Linked DNA regions of Mus musculus: all the other regions are linked to region 1. Evidence: chromatin contacts called from public Hi-C and promoter capture Hi-C data. All regions are on one chromosome and are shown on one strand. Each heading gives the region's core, a stretch centred on a gene start, on an enhancer-like site or on the middle of the called end of the contact. The rest is flanking DNA. Distances are from core to core; before and after follow the strand shown. Region 1 holds the start of Atic (5-aminoimidazole-4-carboxamide ribonucleotide formyltransferase/IMP cyclohydrolase). Region 2 has its middle 35 kb from the start of Gm39660. Region 3 holds the start of Abca12 (ATP-binding cassette, sub-family A (ABC1), member 12).

Region 1 (4,255 bases), core at 845-3,344:
AACCCTGTTAGCTCAGACACATCTCTGAAAACAGAGTAATAAAACAGTTACTGAATTATCACTTTCCAGGACTCAAAGCATCTCCCACCAAATCTACAAGAGGTTTTTTTTTCAAGTCCAACTTAAGCAAAGCTTTAAAAATTTTCACTGTGTTGGATTTCCTAAATGTTATTCATATACTGCAAAATGTTATATTTCCTAAATGATATGTTTTAGAAAATCAATTAGGTATTAAAGCACTGGCTTTACAATGTCCAGACTCTTAACAACCTTTAATTATGAAATTCAAGGGCAGTGGTGGCACACGTCTTTAATCCCATCACTCAGGAGGCAGGGGCAAGTGGATCTCTGTGAGTTCAAGCCCAGCCTGGTCTACAGATAAAGTTCCAGGACAACATAGGGAAACCATTGCCTGAAAAACCAAAAGCAAACAAACAAAGCAAAGAGATTCTACTGAGAATCATTTATAGTGAATTTAACAACAACAAAAACATTAAAAATATGTTTGGACTGGAAATATGGCTCAGGTGTACAAAGTTTGTCTCCCATGCACCAGGACCCGCATAAACAAACAAAAACACTTACTCTTTAACAGGACATAGTTCTAATTTCTAAAAGATATCCATACTCCAACTCACTCAAGGAGGAAGAGGCAGGAGGATCACAAGTTCAAGGCCAGCCTGGGCAACCTACAGAGACCCTGGCTCTAAGTTTTAAAAGTTTCTGAAGCAAAGCATAAAAAATGAACTAGGGATACAGCTCAGGAGTGGACTGGACATTGGGGTCAGTCTTCCATACCACCAAAAGAATACGAGAAGGCGTAACGGGGCAAGCAAATACTGGGCAGTGGCGTGGAAATATGAATGACCATCTGAGAAACATTTAAACTAGGCGATAGACAATGCAAGAACTCCTCGTACTTCATCGTAAATGCCACAGCAACAATGGCCTACCCATACCAGCTCCACAGTAACTCAACTGCACCTCACAGGAGCCTACTTGTCTGCTGTCCCTGATGCTCCGGACTCCCATAAGTCACAAGAGAATCCACTGAAGACATTTACTAAGTAAAGGCATTCTTGCTGTCTGAAGCTGTCAAATGTACAGGGGTTATGTACTGCTTACACAAACAAGAGTTATGAAGAGGTGAATAATTTACCTCTATAGGGATTCTCCACAAACCAAGAGTTATAATGGCAATGAAAACAGCCAGGGAACTAAGGTCTTTTTCCTTTTCTACCTTCCAGACCTTCAGGGTCATCTCCTGACATCTCTTGTCAAACCCTTCCCACTGTTAGTCAGGAGATGAGTGTGATCGAGCCACTGGTACTTTCTGATGGGTGAGGCTATGAAGAGGGAGATACAGATCTTCAAAGATGTTACAGTCTAACTGTGCAACCAGTCAAAGCCAGGCCATGGAACCTGAACATTCGTGTTTATTCTGCATAACACATGGCCCTCCGAAGTTAATTTGTTTGCAAACAGTGGCTGGGTGCTAGGACTCTAAAACTCAAGGCTCCCTAGTTCTAACCTAACTTCTCCCTGTGTTTTGTCAGTTTTTTGCATGGCTTTCTGGTGAATATGGTCACAACGTTTTTCTCCCTTTAACGCTACCTACTGCCTTACCTGACTGCCAGGCCAGCATCCCTGATCGCTTTTGCCGTGCCTCCGGAAGCGACCAGACTCAAACCAAGAGACGCGAGACTTCTGGCAAATTCCACGAGGCCAGTTTTGTCAGACACACTGAACAGGGCTGAAAGAGAAGGCAGTTCTCATTACTCGCGGCTTCTGGCACCGAGATCTCCCGGGGAGGACTCCTGGGAAGGGGACTCATGCAACTGCAGGCCCAGGGCCCAGCACTGGGGACACCCAGCCTGCAGGCCGGGCCCGGGGCCTCCCCAGCTCGGCCAGCGGCATGAGTGGGTGGCGGGGATGGTGCAGGCAGGACCCCTATGATGCATCGCGAGGGCCTCACCAAGCTGAGACGGAGCCATGCTGCGTTGGGTCGCGGAGTCAAGGGACGGACAGGCCACGTGCGTAGGCAGGCAGGCCGGACCCCGCGGTTCAGGAAGCAGTGGGCAGGGCGTGTCGACCCCACGTGACCCCGAGGTCCCGCCCCTCCTCCAGTGAGCTGCAGCCTAGGGTGGAAGGCGCCGCTGGGCGGGGCGGCTGCTAACTCCGGAGCCTGGGATCTGTAGCCGCGGGCTTCCTCTTTCCGAACCCAGATCTGGGCGTGGGGACTCGCGGTTCGCGCGCATCTGGGGTGCTGCTGCTGAGGTCCCGGGAGGTGGGGCCGCGGCGGCTGGAGCACTGATTGGGGGAAACTAGCGAGAGGACTAAACAGACCCTGTCTGACGATGTCAGAAAGGATTAGAGAAGCCTTCTGCTATGGTCTCCCTTTTACAGGTCTGGGAGACCTACGCATGAAGTCATTGCCTCCACAGTTGAGAGCCCCAAAGAAGTAAAATGACCGTCATTTGAAGTTTTTCATACCACATTATAAAATGGCCTGGAATTTACATCAAGATCACCATGTGTAAAATGCTCTTTTCCTTCAAGCCCAGGTGGCAGGAGTAAAGGTTTCAAGACTTAAGTTATTAAAAATAGGAATAGCAAAATTGAGCTCATCTGCTTCTTTTTAATAAAAGTGACACCTTTGGCACAAAATAAACATATCTTGCTGTATACACAGCCCTATTTTTTTTTTTTTTCCGAGACAGGGTTTCTCTATGTATTCCTGGCTGTCCTGGAACTCACTCTGTAACCAGGCTGGCTTCGAACTCAGAAATCAGCCTGCCTCTGCCTCCCAAGTGCTGGGATTAAAGGCATGTGCCACCACTGCCCGGCTAACAGCCCTATTTTTAACATTAATGTTTAGAATTAATTTTTTGATTATGTTTTCTTTTGTAATGTTCTTTAATACAATTCCAAAAAAGAACTTAAAAATTCTATAAAGGAGCCTAAAATTGTACAATTCTATAGAAAGCTTAGCTTTTTATTTCCAGTCTAGTCTCCCAATCTGTGCAAAGTCCATTTTCCTATTATTTGGATGCTAGTCTGCTTCTTGTCTTTCCTCTCTAATAGTCCAATCTCTTTTTCCTTCTCCAAATATCTATTGATCAAATATCTATCTCATTTTTCTGACCTCAGAACGTGTTAACTCCTTGCTCTGAACACCTCTCATGTTTCTAAGGAAGATATATTAGGATCATGAGAGTGTCTTCAGGATGTGTTCACAACTTTCAATGTACAGAGGTGAACAAGGTTCAGAAAGATCATTGCAAGTTTGGAGCTAGTTTGGTCCACACTTTAAGTCCCATACCTGCCAAAGAAACAGCAAGACCTTGTCTCAAAAATGTTAAACAAACAACAAAAGGTGACAGATATTAGAATAATTAGTTCCACGCATATAAGATTGTAATCAGCCTTTAGTTAGCTACTATAAGAGGGTATGAAATAGTCAAAATTCAGGAAGAACAAGTGAGTGGCTCAGTGGGCAAAGGTGTTTCCAAGAAATATTTCTCTTTATCTTATCTTTAAAATTTTATTTTAAGTATATGGGTGTTTTGCCTGCGTGAAGGTTTGTTTACATGTGTGAGCCTGGTGCTCCTGGACTTCCAGGGGACTTCCCTGGCCAACCACATTAGATTTCTACAGGAACTAGAAAGCAGAGAAAGCAATAAACAATAAAAGGAAATAAACAGCGCTTAGACACTAGACATTTTCCACATTGAAAAAATAATACATAGGCAAATATTTAGCCCTTTCTCCCGGACATAAAGAAGGAAAGCTATGACCTCCTTACCTGCCCAGGAGCTCAACTTGGGAAGAAAGTGCAGACACATACCCTGGGGCAGTAAGAAAACACCAGTTAAAAACAAACAAACAAACAAACAAACAAAAACCAAGGTATTAAACTGAATTAACTAGGGCTTCTGGTAACAGGGCAAGACACATTCCTTTCTTTTATTTAAAGCTATTTACAGTGATTAGCCTTGATTCCATTCTCTCATAGTTTTAGAATACAGACTTGGTGCTTGTTTCATGTTAGTAACAGGAAGAAAAAATGAGTTCTGTTTTTAGTTGTTTGATCACCCTGGACAAAGTCACTTCCTTAGGGCAATCTTCCTTGCCTTTCTTATAACACTGGTACAGTAATTGTTCTGTAGCCCTGACCAGCCTGTAAGACACCAATCGAGTAATCTATTGAAAGAACAAATTGTGAACTGACTGGCAAACAATAGCATACAAGTAT
Region 2 (4,255 bases), core at 504-3,003, 220 kb before region 1:
AATGAGAAATCTGAGGGGCTGTCACTTCGGGAAATCAAATTTGCTATGTTTATATCATATAAATTATGATATTAATAAATAAATAAGCCTAATAATTACCACACATTTTATTTTTGACGGAGAAGTATACCATTCCCCATGCATGCCTATCTTCAGAGGCTGAGCAAAAATGTTAATTTTTCTTCGGGAACTAGATAAATTATTGGACTTTGAATCTCTGAATATTTGTGTGCTATAATTTTTTGATTAAAAAATTATCTCTGATCGGTATTTTCCTTTAAAGATTTTCATTTTATTTTAAATTAGGTGCATATGTGTGTGTTTGTTTCCGGCTATATGCATGAGATTGTAGGTGCCTGAGGTGGCCAGAAGAGGGCGTCAGATCTCCTGGAGCTAGAGTTACAGGCATTGATTGGCTGACTCATAGGGATAGCGGGAAGAACAATATGGGCTCGTCACTGCTGAGCCGTCTCTCCATCCTAGCTCATCTGTACTTCAAGTAGTATGTAATAGCAACTACAAGTTAAGACAATTTCCTCGTGCCTGTTGCTATTAGTGAGGGTTAATTAAGAGAGCTTCACGACTGTATTTATAGTCTCTCCCCGCCTCCCCCCAACCCCGTCTAAGATTCTGAAGTATACCACTGGAAGGCTGTAGATCGGCAAACGTGTAAGAGCTCAGACTAAGTTATAAAGCAAATGACAGAGAGCTATGCCCGACAAAGAGCTGAGGAAACTCTCAAGTCAAAGCTGTCAAGGGACAAGATTGTGGAAAGAGAATTTTGGAATGAATGGGCCGCTTAGAGAAAATACAGTGGCGATATAAAATGCAATCCTCTTTTCTCTTTCCTACCCAAATCCTGGGTGAAATGGAGGGTCTTCCCACCAAGAATGAGACGAATTAGCATCCTACGACGAAACAATGCACAGAAGTATTACTGCGCTAAACCACCGAAGCCAAGTATTGGCTGGCATCACAAGGAAGGATCTGCTACCCAAACAGCCCACACACTCTTCAGGCATTTTGCTACTGACACAAGCAGCAGAGGTGGGCTCAGATATCAAATCTCTGGCTTCAACATCCAGAGTCTTTTCTGTAAGCTGTTTATCTACTAAGAGGCATTGTCTCCTAGAATGGACACTGAAGTCTGATTTGTTTCCTCTCTCTCCATCTTAAGTGCCCTTGACACGTGAGAATGTCCTTGGCTATGTCTGCAGGAGACCGTGAACTCATTGAGGGCGAGCCGTCCGCTTTTCTGCTCTTTAATGCAGAGTCTAAGAATACCAAGAAAATGTTTGGAATAAGGTTTTTGGTCACCAGTGTCTAGATCACAAGTTCTTTCCATTCTTAATGGGTTTTGTGTAGTTCACTTTCAAAGTGATGGCTTTCGATCTAATGAAACAATCTAGCTCAGAGACCTTTTGGATTTTTAATAGGGTTACGGCTGTACTTAGGCTTTGTACATTGTCATCTGCTATCTACGTTTTCTTCTTTTCTGCAGCTTGAATCTGTGGCTGACTTGTACGGCCATGGTTTCTTGTCAAAAACCCTGGGCATTCCGGCAAGGAAGGATTTAGCAGTCTATTGTTGAAGTCCTTGGAATCCATGTCTTTCAAACTGCACCATTTCTTCATGCAGATTCCATTTCTAGATCAAGATGACCAGTGAGTTTTTGTCAGAGGCCTTGTGGATTCTAACACTGGGCTCTTTCATCTGATGGCGTGATTCATCTTAAGGAAAAGATTTCAGGTTGTAGCCTGTGATTGAGAGCCCGACATGTTATCTCAGCATGGACATGCAGAACATAAATGCCATCCATTTCCAGCAACGTGTGGCACAGCAGGGATGGAGTAGCCTGCTGGCAAATACGCTATCCTAGGAGCAAGACCTGAGACAAGAGCTTTCAGAATTGAAACCTAAGAGCTGGTTCTGTTTACCCTTGCAGAGCTAATGAGATTCATCCTCTCATTCCGATTCTCCCGCTTTCTGTAACACTGTATGCCACTTGTAACAGAACTTACCAAAGGTAATTTCACAATTATGTGTGTGATGCTGCGATGAATATCTGTCTCTCCCTCTCTCCCTGAGATGATCAGCTGCCTGAATCCAATTATCGACTGGCTGCTCTGAATATCATTTTACCCCCTATCTAGCCTAGCACAGGACAGATTACTCAATAAATATTAAGAGATGAATGAAATTAACAAGTATACAGTTGTCTGGTAGGAGGCATCTTTTTCGGAGGAAAAAAAAAACCAGCACCAAGGCAGTGGTTCTTAACTTTGCTTTTAACATAATCCCAAACCATCAGAATCAGGGTCATTTTGGGGGACTCTTCTAGATAATAGTGATGCCCTAGGGAGTCAGAATCGCTAGGGACTGAGGCCCAGCAATTTATCCCTTAATACATACTCCAGGGGCCTTTTAGCACACTAAATTTGAAAACCTGCTGTACCCAGCCCTTTTGTTTGATAGCACAATACACTTCGAAAGCAAGCTTTCTGTCCTCAACCTGCAATTCAGAGTACCGGATGCTATTCAAGGGTTACATATCTAAGGCGAATGACGACAGAGAAAGAGAAACCTCGCTCTACGCTGATTGCACTGTGGACTTGCTTTCATGGCGAGTTGCTCCCACCCATCTGTTTTGCTTTAAGATTGCAGAGTTATAACAAAAAGCTATGCTTCATATTCTCTGGTTGCGTCTTGGGAGACAGACACGCAATTCCTCCCATCATTCACACAGCACCTGGGACGGACTGTTCAGAACCGAATACGTGTGTCTGATGTGAAATGTACACCTCTAATTAATCACCGCGTTCCCAGCTGTAACGCTTTCCCGGGGTTTGGCTGCAAGCGTGGCTGAGGGGCCGTCCTCACCTGTCTCCCAAGCACATCCAGAGTTTTATAAACAGCCTGCTAATTTTATCTCTGAGCTTCTTTGGCTAATTTAGCGCATTTGTTTATTTTTGTCAGATTGGAAGCTAGACACTTTACAATCAGGTAGCTTTAATGGGCAAAATGTTGACTCATTTCGATAGACATCTGGCGGGGGGGGGGGGGGGGGGCGCGGGGGAGGTTGCGGGGAGCGGTTCATTTACTGAATGTGAATTAATGGAAGGTAGAGGTGCTTCAAAAAAGAAAAAGAACCACACTGCTCATAGCCTGTGCTCCTGAAAACGCTGGGTACTGACCAGACCAAGTCGAGTGATGTTTTGTTCCCCATTCAGTAGCAGTGAATTTCCAGCTCCAGAGAAAGTGAACCCTGTGAGATCTTCCCCTTCCATTACCTCCTTTGCTATATTTCAAAGGCAACTCTGCTTCTTCCAAAAGGTTGTTTCCATCCGTCAGGCTCTCCCATATTTAATGACTAACACAAATTTTGTTTTCTTCTAAGATATTAAATGAAGCAACAGATTCCCATTGCATGGAAGAACTCTTCACATGTTAATGGATTCTTTATCTTAGAGTAACATGCTGTTCTTTAGATTTCTGAAGCCCATGGTGGGGGAAAAAAAATGAATCTTGAAGTCAAATCCACCCGAATGCCCGTTTTACCTGTGGAAGTCTTAAATGCCGCTATCCATCTCTGTATTGAGATATACAGCGTAACCTTTTATAAAATTTATAGTTCTGAACTATGTCTTGCCATTATCTGTCAAGCCCACTTACATTTTCCAAAAGTCTCCTTTGAGGTGACTAGTTGGAAGACTCTAGTAGGAGCGTTCCTGGATAGAGTCACAGTCTCGGTAAGTGTGGGCTTTTCTAGCTCTGTGGGTGTCAGAATGAGAAATCTCCTTTGTCTGGAAGTCTTGTATACAAGATGGATGCCAACAACCACTAAAGCATCTCTGAATGCACGAGGCAGAAATATTGTAATACACTGCTGCCTCCCAGTCAGGTATCAGACTTGGCTAAAGAGATTTGACTGATGTAGAGGTGCTATCTGGTGTTAACTGTGGCCATGACTGTCCAGTGCTGTCCAGTGTTAACTGTGGTCATGACTGTCCAGTGCTGTCTAGTGTTAACTGGTCGTACGCTGAAGCTCCAGGCAGAGAGTAGATGTTCTTACAGAGAAGCGTGTGTGCCCCCACCCTCTTCTGCTATCAGACCTTTAGTCACTTTAATTCACCTTTATTCACTCAAGGACTTGTGTGTTTCACAGGTATGCAAGAGTCAGAGGCAAAGCTGACTTCTAAAGTCTCAAAGATACTAAAGGCTTCCGTTCTATACCTATGGAAGAAATGGAACTAAG
Region 3 (4,255 bases), core at 852-3,351, 140 kb after region 1:
TAACCTATAATCAGGACTTTGGTACAATGCTGCACTTCCCCAGTAAGATATCTGTCTCTAACCTCCCTGAACATTCTTCCTCCTCTGTCTTTTTGTTTGTCCTAGTAATCACTTTGAATTTTTGTCTGTGTAAATTATAGCATCCTTAATTTATGTAAGCTATACCTTCCAAGATTTATGTTTTTTAATGTGAGACTTTTAAAAATTCATCTTTGAAAATCTCCTTTTAAAAGGAATTTACACATTTAAAGAAATCTTTATTATTAATGTATTTCAACTTAATTAAATTACTGTAAATTATATTTTGTAGAAGATTGCCCATCCTCCAAGGAAACATGTGTGATATTTGGACAAATTACAACGCCCCTTCCCATGCAAAGGGCTATCCAATGCATGTTGAGCATCTTCTGTATAGCTAGGAAACTATGCTGAAGAAGGACATCTCCCAAGGAAGTCCTCAGTTGTAATGAAATGCGCTGTCTTCATTGGACAGTCAGGGGTGGTAGATGGAGGTTTCCAGGCAAAAGGGCAGCCTGAGAGGCCACCAGACAGCACAATTCTGGGATGATACTGTGAAACAGACAAATAGCTTCTTGGAAGCCACATGGTACATCTTCAGCTCACCTCTCACCTCCCTGCATCAGTCACTTGGCGATTCAAGTCTTTTTGACCTGAGGTTACCTGACTTAGTAAAGCCACCATGCCAGCAATGTCCCTCAATGCTTAGAATCACATCCCAACCCTACTTTGCCTTCCCAATTAAGCTCTGTTTGTTTGTGAACTATCACACACTTGTGAATTGTGACAGCAGTTTAAGATTTCAGGAAAACAGAGTCTGTAGTCATTTTTAGAAACTGTGATAGTTAGATAAATCTTATCTCTGTACCTCTCCCCACCAAGCTGAAAGGGCACAACTATTTTAGAGGGCTTTCTGTCATCCAGAGAATACTTTGTAACCTTGTCTAGAAACAAAAACTCATAAGGCACACATTCTCCATACTCAGAACTCTTGGCCTGGTGGATTGGGTTTGGAGACTTCACAGTAAGGTGAGCTAAAGCTGAGGTAATGGGCATGCTCTATCATGGATCCAGTCTGCCCCAGGCTGGCTGACACCAAGCTCCCAGAGTTGGCATGGAGACCAGGCAACTGAGCCAACATTTACTTCTGACTTGTAGGAAGAACTCAAACAATGCTGTAACTGATTTGTCAAGTAGAGTCTCGATCAATCAGGTCAAGAAGTAAGAATCAAAGATGAATTTGATTGGCTTACGTGGTCTATCTTTTTTATCCAGTGGTGATTCTTAAGCACTGGTCATACACACAGCAGTGTGATATACAATCATTCGTGTTCGCATAGAATTTTTAAACTAATTGAGACATTCACAATAACAATAAGACAAAATTATAAATTATTAGAGAGAGATAGTAGCAAAGAATTGTAATGGACTATAAAGAGGGATAGATACATCTGATGAGGTCATTTAAAAGACCTTTGTAGAAGATGTCACTGTGGAGACAACTCTGAGAGGTACAGACCTAGATGGGACAGAGAATACCCTAGGCAGAGAGATTAGCAGAAACATTCTGGGTCAATTTGTGTCCCCTTTAAGCCAGAACTACCCACAGCATTTCATTTTGTTACCTTCAGCTGACCATTAAACATAGGCACCGTGCTTAACGTAGTGAACTGTGATAGGAGACAGAGCTCAACTGGCCTAATCACGTTCCCCAAATCAGAACATTACATTTCTAAGCTAAAGTTTGGAGCTTTCGTAGTCTATCATCTAACCATGGGCTGAGATTACCGCTTTGCATCTGATTTAGTACATCCCATTAAAATGTTTAAAACACTCCAGGAGTCACTCTCTGGCCTAGGGAACCTGTAAAATCCTCAGTACCCAGCGCCTGCCACAGCAGGGACTATGTGTAGGGAGGAAAGCAAAGGGATGCAGGACAAGTCCTACTGGCCCTTCCAGGGTCCCGCCTAATTCCTATGACGCGTCTAGTGCAGGTGACACGTTCTCTAAGGTGTGGATAGGCAGGTAATTTCTGGAGAGTAGGAGGTGTGGGTTCACCTTTTGTTTGTTTTACAGTGGGGCATTATCTGAATGATACTCATTCTCTCTGGAGTGTGGACTTCGCACAAGAGGCAGTATTTTACAATAAGCACAAGCCACTGAAAGGCACTGAGCTGGCTCCTCATTCCTGAAGACTTTTTGGTTGAGAAGAGTTAAGGATTTACTGACCGGAAAAACAAATCCATTGGGAAGAGAAGAACTGTGGGCTTCTTACCCCAGGCCCTACGAAGCTATGCCGTGAAAAGGCTCCCAACGCACTGGCATACAGCATATTAGACGGGACACCACTTCTCTTGAGGACTGGAGGAAGAGACAGGAACATTTTGTTTGTCTTCAGGGTGTCTGAAGGATGGCTTCCCAGTTTCATCAGCTTCGGATCCTGGTGTGGAAAAATTGGCTAGGTGTCAAAAGGCAGCCGGTGAGGAGTTTCTTTGTTTTGTTTTGTCTAAGGTGGGAGTGCGGGGGGGTGGGGGGGGGTGGTGGTGGTGGGGGGGGGGGAGGGGGGAGGGACGCAGGCAGGGGCAGGAATACGAAGCAATAAATCCTAAAATGTGATGTTAATGAGAACTAGACAGAGAAGAGTTTAAAGGCATTTTTTTCCAAAGGAGAAATAAGATACTTAGAATTCTTGTCTCCATCCGTCTTTCAGCTAATGGGGCGAGTTAAGACATGTCCCCAAAGCAGCCTTTTGATTTGAGTAAATTAAAAGAGTAAATTGGGACAGTCCCTGAGCAAAGCCAAGGATGTACCTTGTTACTGGAGGAACTGGTACTGGTGTGGAAGTTTGGGTGTAAGCCGAGTGCTTCTAGAATTTTTCCTAATGTCATTAGAAATGAGGTGGATTTCTAATGGGATGAATGAAAGTAACATTAGAATGCATTGGAGATGGGAAGGGATGTTCCAGAAAGCGAAAAGTGATAACGACTTGGATGAAAAGATAGTAGGGTGAAGGTTGCTAGAATGGAAAACGTTCAAAAGGAATTCAAGTATCTAAAAATCATTTACTGGAAATGAGACTGTGTGTGTTGTGTGTATGACATATATATGACCTATATGTACATCTATATTACATGTATATTACTGTTTTTAAGACTACCACTGACTCTGCTGTTTTTTCACATGACTTTGGTGCTCTCACATTAATGCTTGTTTTTTTAAATTACAAAGCCAAGCTATTCAGAACTCCACAGGACAGAGTCCAGAGAGCTGGGGCAGGAACATGTTTCTGTGACCTATGTGTTCAGAAGAGCGTATGAGAACTAGGAGAACCCCGAACCTTATTGAATCCTCTTCTCTTTAGAGCAGTCACTCTTGCCTCAGTTGGGTAATGCAGATATGCAAATCAGTTGCATCATAAAACCCAGCATTTGATCCAGGTTCCTTATCTCACTCTGCACTGGCTTGCAGAGCCTGAAACCACACCATTCTAATGTAGGTATTAAAAGGAAGAATTAGCTAGGTGGTTACTTACTTTAGGGAATCTGATAGGCAGAGCTTTAGGTCATGAAGCGTCACGTGATCGAACGGGTCTGCTAAACATAAAATGATGAAATCGTTGACTTTTTTGTTTGTTTGTGTGTTAACTGTAAAAAACGGCACAGAGAAAGAAATTCCCCCCATACTTCCCACGTGGGTGATTCTGGATATCCTTCACCAGGGCAGCGCAGTTGTGGGTATGTGGATATCCCAAGCATGAGTCAGAGCTCCTCCCAGGATGATACAGCATCACCGCTTGAGCTCTGGTTTTTCCACTTACAAAATGGGCACAAGGTCTGTCAGATCCATCCTAAGACGTGGCAAGTACGGACCTAGATTCCCAGCTGCTTTCTAATGAGTATAAATTGTGGAGGGATTTGAGTAATATGGACATCTTATTTTATCCAAATTAATGATGAATGGAAGTCCATGCAAACAGAGAATAGAAGAGAAGCAGATATTTATTTAAAGCTATATATTCAAAAATCAGAAACAAAAAACGAAAAAGAAGCGAAAACTGGTATATTGTTAATAAAATCAGTTCTCAGTTTGTTCGCTTCCTTGCAGTTTCTAAAATTTTAATCATTTAATCCCAAGTTCTCCAAAACACATGCCAAGATTTCAAGTGAATATTCTCCTCCCTAATTAGGCTTTTAAAATGCCAGTATCTTTATCTGTACATTAATTCTGAAAATGGTAT

Evidence for each region. Promoter capture Hi-C pulls out the DNA fragments that hold promoters and counts their contacts. Hi-C and Micro-C count contacts between places; a contact is called where the count stands out from the background.
Region 2: a contact with region 1 is called in a Hi-C map of the N1E-115 cell line, with 2.9 times the contacts expected there. The contact joins the enhancer-like site here to the promoter of Atic in region 1. A contact is called at or near these places in 1 of 39 promoter capture datasets (neural stem cells), 2 of 484 Hi-C or Micro-C datasets (the N1E-115 cell line and nephron progenitors), 5 of 115 datasets of contacts at active chromatin or transcription factors (bone marrow-derived macrophages and embryonic stem cells) and 1 of 9 other capture datasets (adipose tissue).
Region 3: a promoter capture Hi-C map of embryonic stem cells shows a contact between it and region 1. The contact joins the promoter of Abca12 here to the promoter of Atic in region 1. A contact is called at or near these places in 2 of 39 promoter capture datasets (the 3T3-L1 cell line and embryonic stem cells) and 1 of 9 other capture datasets (liver).

The regions. Positions count from the first base shown.
Region 1 is chr1:71,554,995-71,559,249 of GRCm38.p6, reverse strand. It overlaps Atic (5-aminoimidazole-4-carboxamide ribonucleotide formyltransferase/IMP cyclohydrolase), which reads right to left and starts at 2,094. Exons shown (of 16, transcript NM_026195.3): 1 at 1,976-2,094; 2 at 1,627-1,753; 3 at 1-24. The coding sequence starts at 1,994.
Region 2 is chr1:71,774,624-71,778,878 of GRCm38.p6, reverse strand. No RefSeq gene overlaps it. Among named protein-coding and RNA genes, the nearest start is that of Gm39660, 35 kb to the right of the region's middle. Within about 2 kb of position 1,753, at least 22 of the 459 cell types and tissues checked have an H3K27ac peak or open chromatin away from gene starts, as enhancers often do. A contact at or near this core is called in the N1E-115 cell line, where this site is marked.
Region 3 is chr1:71,412,756-71,417,010 of GRCm38.p6, reverse strand. Abca12 (ATP-binding cassette, sub-family A (ABC1), member 12) reads left to right here and starts at 2,101. Exons shown (of 53, transcript NM_175210.3): 1 at 2,101-2,497. The coding sequence starts at 2,429.